Regions from separate parts of the Zea mays genome. Here region 1 is linked to region 2. A link is a contact called in public Hi-C data. All regions are on one chromosome and are shown on one strand. Each heading gives the region's core, a stretch centred on a gene start, on an enhancer-like site or on the middle of the called end of the contact. The rest is flanking DNA. Distances are from core to core; before and after follow the strand shown.

What was found. Hi-C and Micro-C count contacts between places; a contact is called where the count stands out from the background.
Region 1: a Hi-C map of ear shows a contact between it and region 2, with 2.6 times the contacts expected there. The contact joins the promoter of LOC103635205 here to the promoter of LOC100284736 in region 2. A contact is called at or near these places in 6 of 25 Hi-C or Micro-C datasets (ear, leaf, tassel and 1 more).

The regions. Positions count from the first base shown.
Region 1 is chr8:54,518,664-54,524,422 of Zm-B73-REFERENCE-NAM-5.0, reverse strand. It overlaps LOC103635205 (probable chromatin-remodeling complex ATPase chain), which reads right to left and starts at 1,656. Exons shown (of 25, transcript XM_008657719.3): 1 at 1,178-1,656; 2 at 674-790; 3 at 465-568. The coding sequence starts at 1,504.
Region 2 is chr8:54,293,070-54,299,139 of Zm-B73-REFERENCE-NAM-5.0, reverse strand. LOC100284736 (xyloglucan endotransglucosylase/hydrolase protein 23) reads right to left here and starts at 2,827. Exons shown (of 2, transcript NM_001157631.2): 1 at 2,456-2,827; 2 at 1,587-2,453. The coding sequence starts at 2,703. The coding sequence ends at 1,820.

The sequences.
Region 1 (5,759 bases), core at 407-2,906, 230 kb before region 2:
AACGTAGATGTAGACAGAAAAGAACCTCGAATTTCATTGAGCTATGTCTTATGGTTCTGCATACAAAACAGTGAGCAGTACTACATAATATAAAGATAGTGAATATTACAAGATTAAATATTCAAATTAACAACTTCAATCTAAACTACAGGAACAGATGTAGAAGGTGCAACAGATGTCACCTCAATACAATACTGACAATTTCAGGAAAATAATAACAATATGAAAGATACACCTACGGGCTTGAGCAGAGAAGGTTGATTGTATTGTGTGTTGATTCATGTGCAAAGGTACATCATCAGTTAGAAGTGATGATGTGGTCATGATTGAAAGCTGAGAGCATCCTTCATAGTATTTTTAAACTTCAAAAGTGCTATGCCGAATGAAGTGCCAGCAATGTCCACTAAACTTAGAAGATAATTCGTAATTTCATATAGTCATGGCACAAACAAGACCAATGTTACCTCCCGCGTGGCTTTTTCTCGTTGGACTGACTTCCTTTTGCAAAGTGAGCAAATATTTCTGTCTGCTGAAGAAGGTACTTCAACCGTCCCTTCCCTTTATTGTTCTGTTGAGAAATATAAGATCAAGACAACATATATTAAGCCTAAATGGTTAATCCTGTGCAAACCATGCAATTGTACATGAGGATCCATTTAAAGACAGTATATACCATGTCAGCATCAATGGCGGCATTTTGAGTATCTAATATTTCTTGGATTTTATGTTTCTTCATCTTCTGGAGTTCTTTTAGCCTTGCTTTCTCTCGCTTCCCAACCACTGCATCAGTCTGCGGCAGACATGGTTAGGGCAAAGAAATGTAAAACTTTCACTACTTAAGTGTAGGGCATGACACAACAAAGGGTCCCCTCAACACATTAAACTCAGAACTAGAGATATATTATTTACCAATATTACTATTATCTTTGCATTATGGAAGAACCAGACAACAACAGCTTATGCCACAGCTCTGAGAAAAAATAAAAGCAGAAGTGCTTGCAACAATAACAAAACTAACAAATTAACAGAGACTATATCTAGCAATGACTGTAAAGCAGATTATTCTGAAACTATCTGGTCGGGAAAAAATTCAAATATTAGTATATTTCCAAAGCCCTCTTTAAATCAAATCCCTAAAAACGCGATTAAAACACTCAAACCCTAACCTCCCGCTCACCTCGTCGTCATCGTCCTTGTCCCTCGCGACGGGCTCGTCGTCCTCGGTGGACTGGGACTCGTCGTCGCCTTCAGCGGCGGTAACGGCACCGGCGTCCTCCTCGTCCTCAGCTCCAGCGCCGGTAGTGACGGCTTCGATCTCTTCCTCGTCGACCTCCTCCTCCTGCTGCCCCTCGCCCTCAGCTTCCTCCGCGGGCGGCGCCGCAGCATCCTCGTCGTCGTCATCCCCTTCCTCGCCAGATACGGAGCCGGCGGCGTCGGACTGGTCCTCCTCCTCGGCGGAGGACGAGATCTCCTCCTCATCGTCGTACTTCATCGGCTTCGCCATTGGGGCGGGCGGTGGCGGGAGAGGAAAGGTAGGGTTAGGGTTCCAGGGCGGGGCGTTTTGGACTTCGAGAGACGCAGCCTCGCAGGGGATTTAAGACTAAAATCAATTTGGGGGCAAATGGAGTGGCATATTTTATATTTGGCGCCCTGTACGAGAATTTTATGTTGTTTGCAGTTTTGAACCTAAAGTTTTATGTATTTCTGGTTAGTCCCTCCAGCATAAAAGCACCTTCAACAACGTGATCTATAAAAATGTTTATGATTTAAAATTTAATATGTTTTATAGAATTTATGGCACCAACAAACATTCCGCTTAAACAGTAAAACTCCAAATCTAGATTATAGAGCAGTATACTACGGTGTAGTATATTTGAGGCACTTGAGAAGGTGCCATATAATTTTTTGACTAAATTTTATGAAATGTGATACTGTTGGAGTCGTTTTTCCAGCATAGAGCCTCATATTTCAATTTTAGTCACCAATTTGAGGTATTGTTAGATATGCTCTAAAGGTCTAATGGATTTTCCGCAAATCTCTATCTCTACTCTACTATTATTAATGTGCACGTACGTTGTCACGGAAGTTAAAAATTAGTATAAATCATAGACACAGAATGACAAACATCACTATAATATATAAAAACCGTGTAACAAAATATCATCGTAACACTAATACTATATTAACGATATAGATATTTAATATTATATTATAAATAAGATGACTCAAATATAATGAACTGATGTCGAACAGACATTATAATATTACACAAATTATTTCTTAATAGAGTAGTATGGATTACATGGCATGAATCAGACAAATTACATGGTTAGAAACAATACTCAGTCAATAATGTTAGTGCCCTTATATTTATTTGTTTTTATGTTTAATGGTACAACCGGAGAAGCATAAAAGAAGAGGTTGGGTCATGATCCAACATACTAAAATACTCGTTTGCACGTTTACACATAATGCCTGATTACACATTAGTCGTGGCCTGATTGTACCTTACACAAATATACAAATGTTATATTCATCAACAATTGTTTGTATCAGATACTGCATCATATAATTTCACAAATCATATGAAACCCAAAGTTAACTACCTTACAAAAAAAATTATATTACTAATGTCTATCAAGAAAAAAAAAGAACTAATGGCCCAATATAGAACCGTACAAGTAAAAAACTCTACAAGAATCACAGGAAGGAAGAATTGAACAAAGGAAGAGAAGAAAATCATATGGTGAAGGGGAACAAAATGAATACAGCAGGATCAGTTCCTCCCATAATACAGATCGCTGCTTAAAGCTTGAACCCCACATCACTTCGCATCCCAGGAAATAGTCTGATGTCCTACGAGTAATTACGTCTCGCTCTCCCCTTCTTGGGGCTGGCTCAAATTGTAGAATCACATCACCAGAACCCATAATATGCCATCGTCATACGTCATTTTTTTACAAATAACCCCTCACAGCTATTTTAAATTAATCTGTTGTACGTCTATAGATGTCAAACGACGTCCGACACGGGCTAGATGCACGCGGACCACAACTATGGCACAGGCACGCGGACCACAACTATGGCACAGGCACGTCATACCGGCCGGTGTCGGGCCAGCCCGTTAGCCCGTCGATCCATTTAATTAAATCAGCGTAATGACGCCCGACACGGGCTAGATGCACGCGGGCCATAGTTGGCACAGGCATGCACGCGAGCCATAGTTGGCACAGGCACGTCATGCCGGCCTGCTAACTGTGTCGGGCCAGCCCGCTAGCCCGTCGATCCATTTAATTAAATCAGCGTAAAACGTTAAAAAATGGTGCAAGAGGTGGGGTTCGAACCCATGCCCTGATGGAAGAAGGGCGGGAGATACTGGGTGAAACTGTCTAACCAGTAGAACATCACGCTAAGATGTTTTTAATATTGAATACAAATTGTATATAGGTATATACGTTTTTTTGTAAAATAAAAAAATAATCGTGTCGGGTCGGGCCAGCACTACGAGCCGAGGCTACAACCCAAGCACAGCACGACGTTCTTTGCTCTTGCAAGCATTAGGTCGTTTCTCAAACCACATTGGCGCAATGGACTACATGGTGTTTGAGGTTGCTGAATTGGATGGAGCAGCAATGATTCGTCACACTAACAACAAAATGAAAGGTTATTTGTTGGTTTTAAACGTTAGTAATTGCTACGAAGTAGCGTAATTTATATGTAGCGCATCCAGTTTTTATTGATGCCTGACTTTAGCAATCACTCCATATTTTGATCTATCATTTTTATAAGTTTGACTTTATGGAACTTATTTTATAAACTTAATCTCACAAACTTTCTCTTACTTAGTCTCTGTATGATGGAATTATGTAATTTTATAATCTCTGTTCATTCAGTCAATCGTTGTGAACTCTTTTCTAATCGCTCACTTCATTGGTTGTGTTGTACCAAGACATATTTGCATGGAGTAAACAATAAAATCAGTTAGCTAAATCAAAAAATATATTATATAGAGAGCGGAGACAATCAATAAAAAATCTTGAATTTTTTTTATGGATAGTTTATATGGGTATTATCGTAAGCTGTCGCAACGCACGGGCAACCGACTAGTTAAATACAAAAAGGACTGTTGTTATCTGATAAATGTAACAACAATCACACAAAAGCCAAGTACAAAAGTAAAAATTGAAATACATGTTTATTCTACCTACGGGTAATATTGTAAGAGCTATAAGAAACTGAAGCTTTCTTTTTCTACAAACCATTATTGTATCTAACGATATAGTGATCAACACCAACTCCTGGAAGGGTGAAGCCTGCCCTTGTCAAAAGGTTTCCTGCATCATGGACCTTGAAAAGTGCAATACAAAGTCACAGTTAAAACAAATGGATTATAACAGGACAAGATAAAATAGTTATATGAATGTAAGATTTAATCTGACTGTCGTAAAAGTGTGCACATGCTGGACAAAATAGAATTTTGTACCAGTGTTTCATTGCAAACTTGAGAAGTTTGAATAGCATGTGGCAGTAAAACTTTCTCCATATTACTGGAATTTCTAAGTTGATATGTATCTAGACATAGTCACATAGTGCATCTAGAACTTAAAATTTCGAATGAAAGTAGCAGTTAAGCAATTCTACGTAGTAGTAGTTTAAGCAACAATAATGTTTTAAATACGAATACTAATTGGTAATCTAAAGATGTAAATTTGTAACATCAACATGATCTTCAAGGTCATCCTGCAAATAGAGATAAAGTTATCATGAGTGTAGTAGGATTTGGAGATCTATGCGGGCACTACTACAGGGTGTTTGTCCCTTGTGTTCTTGGCTCTTGCATGCATTAGGTCGTTTCTGAGACCACATTGGCGCAATGGACTCCATGGTGTTTGAGGTTGCTGAATTGGATGGACCAGCAATGGTTTGTCACGCTAACAGTAAAAGGAAAGATTATTTGTTGGTTTTAAACGTTGGTAATTGCTACGAAGTACCATAATTTGTATGTAGCACATCTAGTTTTTATTGATGCCTGATTTAGCAACCACTCCATATTTTGATCTATGTTTTTTGTAAGTTTGAGTTCATGTGACTTATTTTAGAAACTTGACCTCACAAACTTCCTCTTATTTGGTCTCTCTATGGTGGAATTATATCATTCTATAATCTATGTTCGTTCAGTCAGTCATTGTAAACTCTCTTCTAATAGCTCCCTTCATTGGTCGTGTTGTACCAAGACATATTAGATGGAGTAAACAACAACATCAGTTAGTCAAATAAAAAAATATTATGCGGAGAGCGGAGGCAATCAATAAAAAATCTTGAGATCTTTTTGGTGGATAGTTTACGTGGGTATTGTTGTGAGCCGTCGCAACGCACGGGCAACCGACTAGTAATTATAAAATTTGAGATTCTGGCAAATAACACTTTGGATAATTGTATCCTCTTTTATGACGAAACCCATGTTTTTAAACATTTCGTTTCATAGTTTATAGTATGAATCTATTATAGAGGCCAAACACAAATATAATCTATTACTAGTTTCTCTTGTCATATTCTCATTAAATGCCACATGCATACCATGTTTTTAGACACTTATGTGATAGGAGCCAACACATCTTGATTTTGAAAAGCTATGATACTATTGCTGACCATTAAGATTGTATCTAGTAGATCATGCATATGGTCGTATAAAACATTATTTAGCACTGTATACAAAACTGTTTGTATAGTAGATATTGAAATACGATATGGGATAGGGA
Region 2 (6,070 bases), core at 1,578-4,077:
TACCTTCTTCTACAAGAAAGTAACACAAAGATAGAGCTTTGAAGGCTGAGGGTTCTCGATCTTAGGATCGTCTCCCGTGCATGACACTTTTCCTCTATTTATAGTGATAGCAAGGTGTACAACTTCGTATAGAATTATAATTGTATCCTTATTTCTTATACACATAAATTACAAGTTCCATAGGGGCGTCATCATCCTTTTCCTTCATAGACGTTCTTCTCAAGCTTCTGGATTCTTCTCATTCACCTTTGCCCTCATGCGAAGCCGAAGTTCTCTCTTTCGTCTGTGTACACACGCTATGCTAGTCCATTACATCCGAAGCTTACTATCTTCGTTTTTTGGTTGTGTACTGTTTACGACAAAGGCAGATTCATGTTATTTTAGAGTACCTGAAACCACGGTCCACTTTCTCGGTCGGTAAATACCGAAATCCGGTGAAATTTCTTGTTCTTGGTGCCAAGCGAGATACAAAAACCAGTTCGGTTTTTCGGTGTATTCCGATTTCAAATTTGAAATTATAAAAGTGAAACGTTGGTCAACAAAACGGTTTTTGAAAATTACGAAACAAAATTATAATCCTTACCCGAAACACATTTGAAAATGACTGGTAGCGGAATATTTTGAGGTTCTTCGGCAAAGACATTTCTCCATCATTGCTCATAAATGAGATGGTAAACCTTGCCCCACTACTTTTGCTTATTTTGTGCAAGCACAACGTGACTTAAAGTCAAGCGGTAGCTTATAATATGTACTTTTTGAGTGATCAGATATCTAATTTCTATCTTTTCTTTAAAAAATATTGCATCCATTTTTACTTACTTTTTTTCTAAATTAATCTGAATCTTAGCTCTATATGTTTATAACTATAAAAATTATTATCTAAAAATATACTATATCTCAGACATCTGAAATATAGCGATGCAAGTAGGGATAGTGTCGGTCCTCATCTGTCGCGATCCTAGTCTGCCTTGATATAAGGCTATCTTCACCGGTTGCCTCTTCCATTCTCTCTGCCCTTGCATAGCAGCTACAGTAGCACTCTATATTACCTGCAACCGTACCCACTTTGGTTTCCCCCATCCAGATGAAACTCTCTCTCTCTCTCGCCCCACGTCCAGCACCACGCTATGTCCTCCATGCAGGCCCCACGCGGGATGCTGTTGCCGCCATGCTCCTCCATGCAGGTCCTCCGGGAGATGCTGTTGTCTGTGCGCCTGCTTTTGTTAGGGATGCTGAGAACAAAATGATATTAAATTTTGGTGATGGGTATAAGGTTTGATTCAGAGAGAACTAGAATAGAGATATAGAGAAAGAAAGATTATTTACGTGGCAGGTGAAAAGAATATAGAGGAGAAAATATAAATGGACCGTACCTACATCCGTCAGAATCAGGACAGGCTTTCATCGGGTTCCGGTCCCTCTCACGCGTCACGCAAGGGTCCAGTTTACAGGTTGTTGTCTGTCTCTGGCTCTCAATGACTCCATATGTCCAAGACTCCAGCTAGGATGCCCCCGCACACTGATGAGTGATGACAGAACCCGTATGTGCGATGCATGCATGGCCGAAAAAGATTACTTATTCTTGCTAGCCCAAACTCAGTACTTGTACATCCGGTGCTGCTGAAACAACAAATCAAAGAATGCGACACGACTGGAGCTACATTTACATGACACCATTCTTTCATCGCCCACTGCAAAATAAGTAGCTACTACTAAGACCGTCGACGACGATCGAATCGATGCCTGGTTTCTACTTTCCACGACTAGGGATCGTGCTTGGTTTTGATGCCCCACGGACGTCCCAACAAACCTCGCTCCCTCACCGGAGCTTGCACTCGGCGGGCACGCCCTGCGGGAAGCGCTTGGCGTCGGCGCAGTAGTTGTAGATCATGAACTTGCGCTGCACCCAGCGCATGCGGCGGTAGCTCATGTCGCTGAGCTGCTGGTTCCACCAGCCGCGGCCGGAGCCGGCACCCGCGACGGCGGCGGCCTCCATGGTGCCCTCAGGGCAGCGCTGCCTGCCGCCGTCCCAGACGCAGGCGTCGGCGCTGAAACCGCGGAAGGAGGCGACGAAGGGGGCCTTGGACCAGTCCGCCTTGACGCGCCCGCCCTGCGTGGCCCAGTCGTCGGCGTTCCACAGGCTGGCGTACAGCCTCATGGGCTGCGTCCTCGGGAACGCCACCCCGCGCGCCTCGTGGTTCTTGAAGTCCCGCACCGGGGTGCCGTCCACCGCGAAGATCACGTGCTGCGGGTTCCACAGGATGGAGTAGGTGTGGAAGGCAGTGGTAGGGTCGAACCAGAGGCGGAACTGCTGCTCCCGCTGGCCCTGTCCGCGCGTGAACACGTTGGTGTGCAGCGTGTAGGGCTCCCCGCTCACGTTGCCCAGGAACTCGAAGTCGATCTCGTCGTGCGCGTCGCCCTGGGACGACAGGTAGAAGGTGGTGACCGTGCCACGGAGTTGCCTGGCACCAGCTTGATCTGCATGTCGATCTTGCCGAACAGGTACTCGCTCTTGGACTGGAACCCGGAGCCGGACGTGCGGTCCAGCGTCAGGTCCAGCCCGCGCCCGCCGTCCACTACCTTGCCGCGGCCATCGCCCCAGGTCATCTCTGTGTCCTGGTAGAAGTTGCCGCCCTGCGCGGTGCCCGCCAGCTCCAGCCAGGCCACGACCGCCGACAGAAAGACAGGAGCAAACGACCTCATCGTCGCTTCCGATCCTCCCTTCTCAGCGGCGGATTGCAGGCAGCTCTATACCCGCCCTCTAGTAGAGCAACTAGCTAGTGACAGTGTCGAGCGAGCGTTGCTGTGTGTGTTGGATATGGAACTTGGATAGTAGATTGGTGTGGGGGTGGTATTTATACTGGAGGTCAGGAGCGCCCGGGGCCAGTTGCTTAGCCGTGGCAGGCAGCCGCGGCCGGGCACGGACAGCTGGTGGTGAACCAACGGGCGAGTGCCGGCCGGGCTGGCGCGTCCCCGGCGCGGAGGAGTAAATGTGGGAGCGGGTAGATTTGGGAGATGGCATGGCACGGTTGGCCGCGCACTGGATCCAGTCGAGCGAGCCTGGCCCTGGACCTGTCCGCCGCGTAGGTACACGCCGTGTGGGGGCCGGGCCCGTCCATCATCCATTCATCTGCGATCCGGCGGCATCATCCGCGAAAGGGGTGCGGAAAGTGCGTGGCGTGCAGCCTTTTGCGCGGCTCCTTTGGTCTTGCCGCGTCCGGTCGCCGTGTGGGTCACTTTACAGCGAGGCCACGGCTGGTGGTTGCACTGGCCAGTGGGCAGGCGGCTTGCTTGCCCCGCTCGTGCCGCCTGTGCGGCTGTGCCGCATTGCGCCGTTGCCCTTCCGCACACATGCCTGCTTCGTCCTGCACGCGTGGATGCAATGCGGCGGAACTAGAACTGCAAAAGGGTGAGGAGTTGTTTAGAAGCAAAATACTTTTAGAGTTTTAAGGTAAAATCACGGTATTAAGGTCTTGTTGTCATACCTCCGGCTCTAAAAAATTTAATGGAATTGGTAAAGCAAGTCATTAGATGCTCCAGAAAATTATGAAGCTAGAATTGTAAGTCTTTATAAGAAACGTTTATTATTTAGACTAAAAATATTTTTTAAAACTATTTAAATTGATATTATAAACTACAGCTCCACGCTAGAGTTGTTTGGTGTGTTTGACTATATTGTAAAAATTTGTGTTTTGAATTCCAAAGTTTTGTAGATAGCATGGACTTTTTGGAGTATTTTAAACTCCACTCCAACCCAGAGTTTTTGGTCGATGACTAGCCTTGCACATGTATACTAAATAACATAGTTTGAGATACTTTCTCTCCAAACACGTATTGCTAAAAGTGACGTAAAAAATACTACGACTATGACATGACATCTTAAAACCCGTAATATTTTAAAACCATGGTTTTGAAATATTTTGCTTTCGAACACTCCCTGATTGTTGAGGCTTCGTTTAACAGTTTTTGGACCTTTTGTGAAAAAATCGTGTCGGGGACCATAATTAGGGGTACCCTCAAGACTCCTAATTCTCAGCTGGTAACCCCCATCAGCATTAAGCTGCTAAGGCCTGATGGGTGCGATTAAGTCAGGGATCGGTCCATTCGAGCGACTCGATCACGCCTCGCCCGAGCCTAGCCTCGGACAAGGGCAGCCGACCCCGGATGGTTTCCGTCTCGCCCGAGGCCCCCCTCCAACGGCAGACACATCTCCGGCTCGCCCGAGGCCCTGCCTTCGCTAAGAAGCAACCCTGACTAAATCGCCGCACCAACCGACCAAATCGCAGGAGCATTTAATGCAAAGGTGACCTGACACCTTATCCTGACGCGCGCCCTCCGGCAGAGCCGAAGTGACCGCCGTCACTTCTCCGCTCCACTGACCGGTCTAACAGAAGGACAGCGCCGCCCGCGCCACTCCGACTACAGCGCCACTTGACAGAGTGAGACTGACAGGCAGTCAGGTCCTGCCAAAGGCGCCATAGGAAGCTCCGCCCGACCCAGGGCTCGGACTCGGGCTAAGTCCCGGAAGACGGCGAACTCCGCTCCGCCCGACCCAGGGCTCGGACTCGGGCTAAGTCCCGGAAGACGGCGAACTCCGCTCCGCCCGACCCAGGGCTCGGACTCGGGCTAAGTCCCGGAAGACGGCGAACTCCGCTCCGCCCGACCCAGGGCTCGGCCCCGGAAGACGACGAACTCCGCTTCGCCCGACCCCAGGGCTCAGACTCCGCCCTGGCCTCCGCCGAACGACCTCCGCCTCGCCCGACCTAGAGGCTCGGCCTCGGCCACGGAAGACAGACTCGACCTCGGCTTCGGAGGAGCCTCCACGTCGCCCAACCTAGGGCGCAGGCCAGCCACGTCAACAGGAAGCACCATCATCATCCTACCCCGAGCCGCCTCGGGCCGTAGGGAACAAGACCGGTGTCCCATCTGGCTAGCTCCGCCAGATAGGCAATAATGGCGCCCCCGCACGCTCTGTGACGATGGCGGCTCCCAGCTCTCTTACGGAAGCAGGTAGACGTCAGCAAGGACTCGACCGCTCCAACAGCTGTCCCTCCGCCAAGCACCGTCGCTCCTCCGACCGCCACGACATCACACCAGCAGGGTGCCAAGATCTCTCTGGCTGCCACATTGGCATGTACTTAGGGCGTCAGCTCTCCCCCGCTAGACACGTAGCACCACGCTACACCCCCATTGTACACCTGGATCCTCTCCTTACGCCTATAAAAGGAAGGACCAGGGCCCTCTTAGAGAGGGTTGGCCGCGCGAGGACGAGGACGAGACAGGCGCTCCCTTGGGGCCGCTCGCTTCCCTCACCCGCGTGGACGCTTGTAACCCCCTACTGCAAGCGCACCCGACCTGGGCGCGGGACGAACACGAAGGCCGCGGGATTCCCACCACTCTCACGCCGGACTCCGGCCGCCTCGCTCCTCTCCCCCCTTCGTGCTCGCCCACACGCTCGACCCATCTGGGCTGGGGCACGCGGCACTCACTCGTCGGCCTGAGGGACCCCCGGTCTCGAAACGCCGACAGTTGGCGCGCCAGGTAGGGGCACGCTGCGTGTTGACGAGCAGTTTCCCGTCAAGCTCCAGATGGGCAGTCTCCAACAACCTCTCCAACCCGGGACGGTGCTCCGTTTCAGGAGTCTTGAGTTCATGTCCCTCGACGGCAGCTACGACATGATACTCCTTCCACCGCCGTGCGACGACGACAATGGCGGCCGACAACCCGCCCGCCGGTGGCGGAATCGACGACATCTTCCCCGCATGGTGGAAGAACAACATTCGAGCTCGCCCTGTCCTCTCCCCCGCCATCGGAGGAGGAGGCGGGGCAACCAAGGCCGAGCGGGAGGCCGCGCTCCGTCGGCTGTCGAGCGAATCGACGTCCCCAGCGTCCCAACGGGGGGCGCGTCGGGCGTCGACCTCACGTTTGAGACGAAGGCGAGCGCCGTCCCCCCGCGACACGCCAATCCCGAGCAAGTGGACGACGCCAGCGCGCTCGCGGAGGGCCTGCAGGACGTCGCCCTCGTACCTAAGACGACGGCGCAATCAGCCCCCAACGTGACTATGTCGCT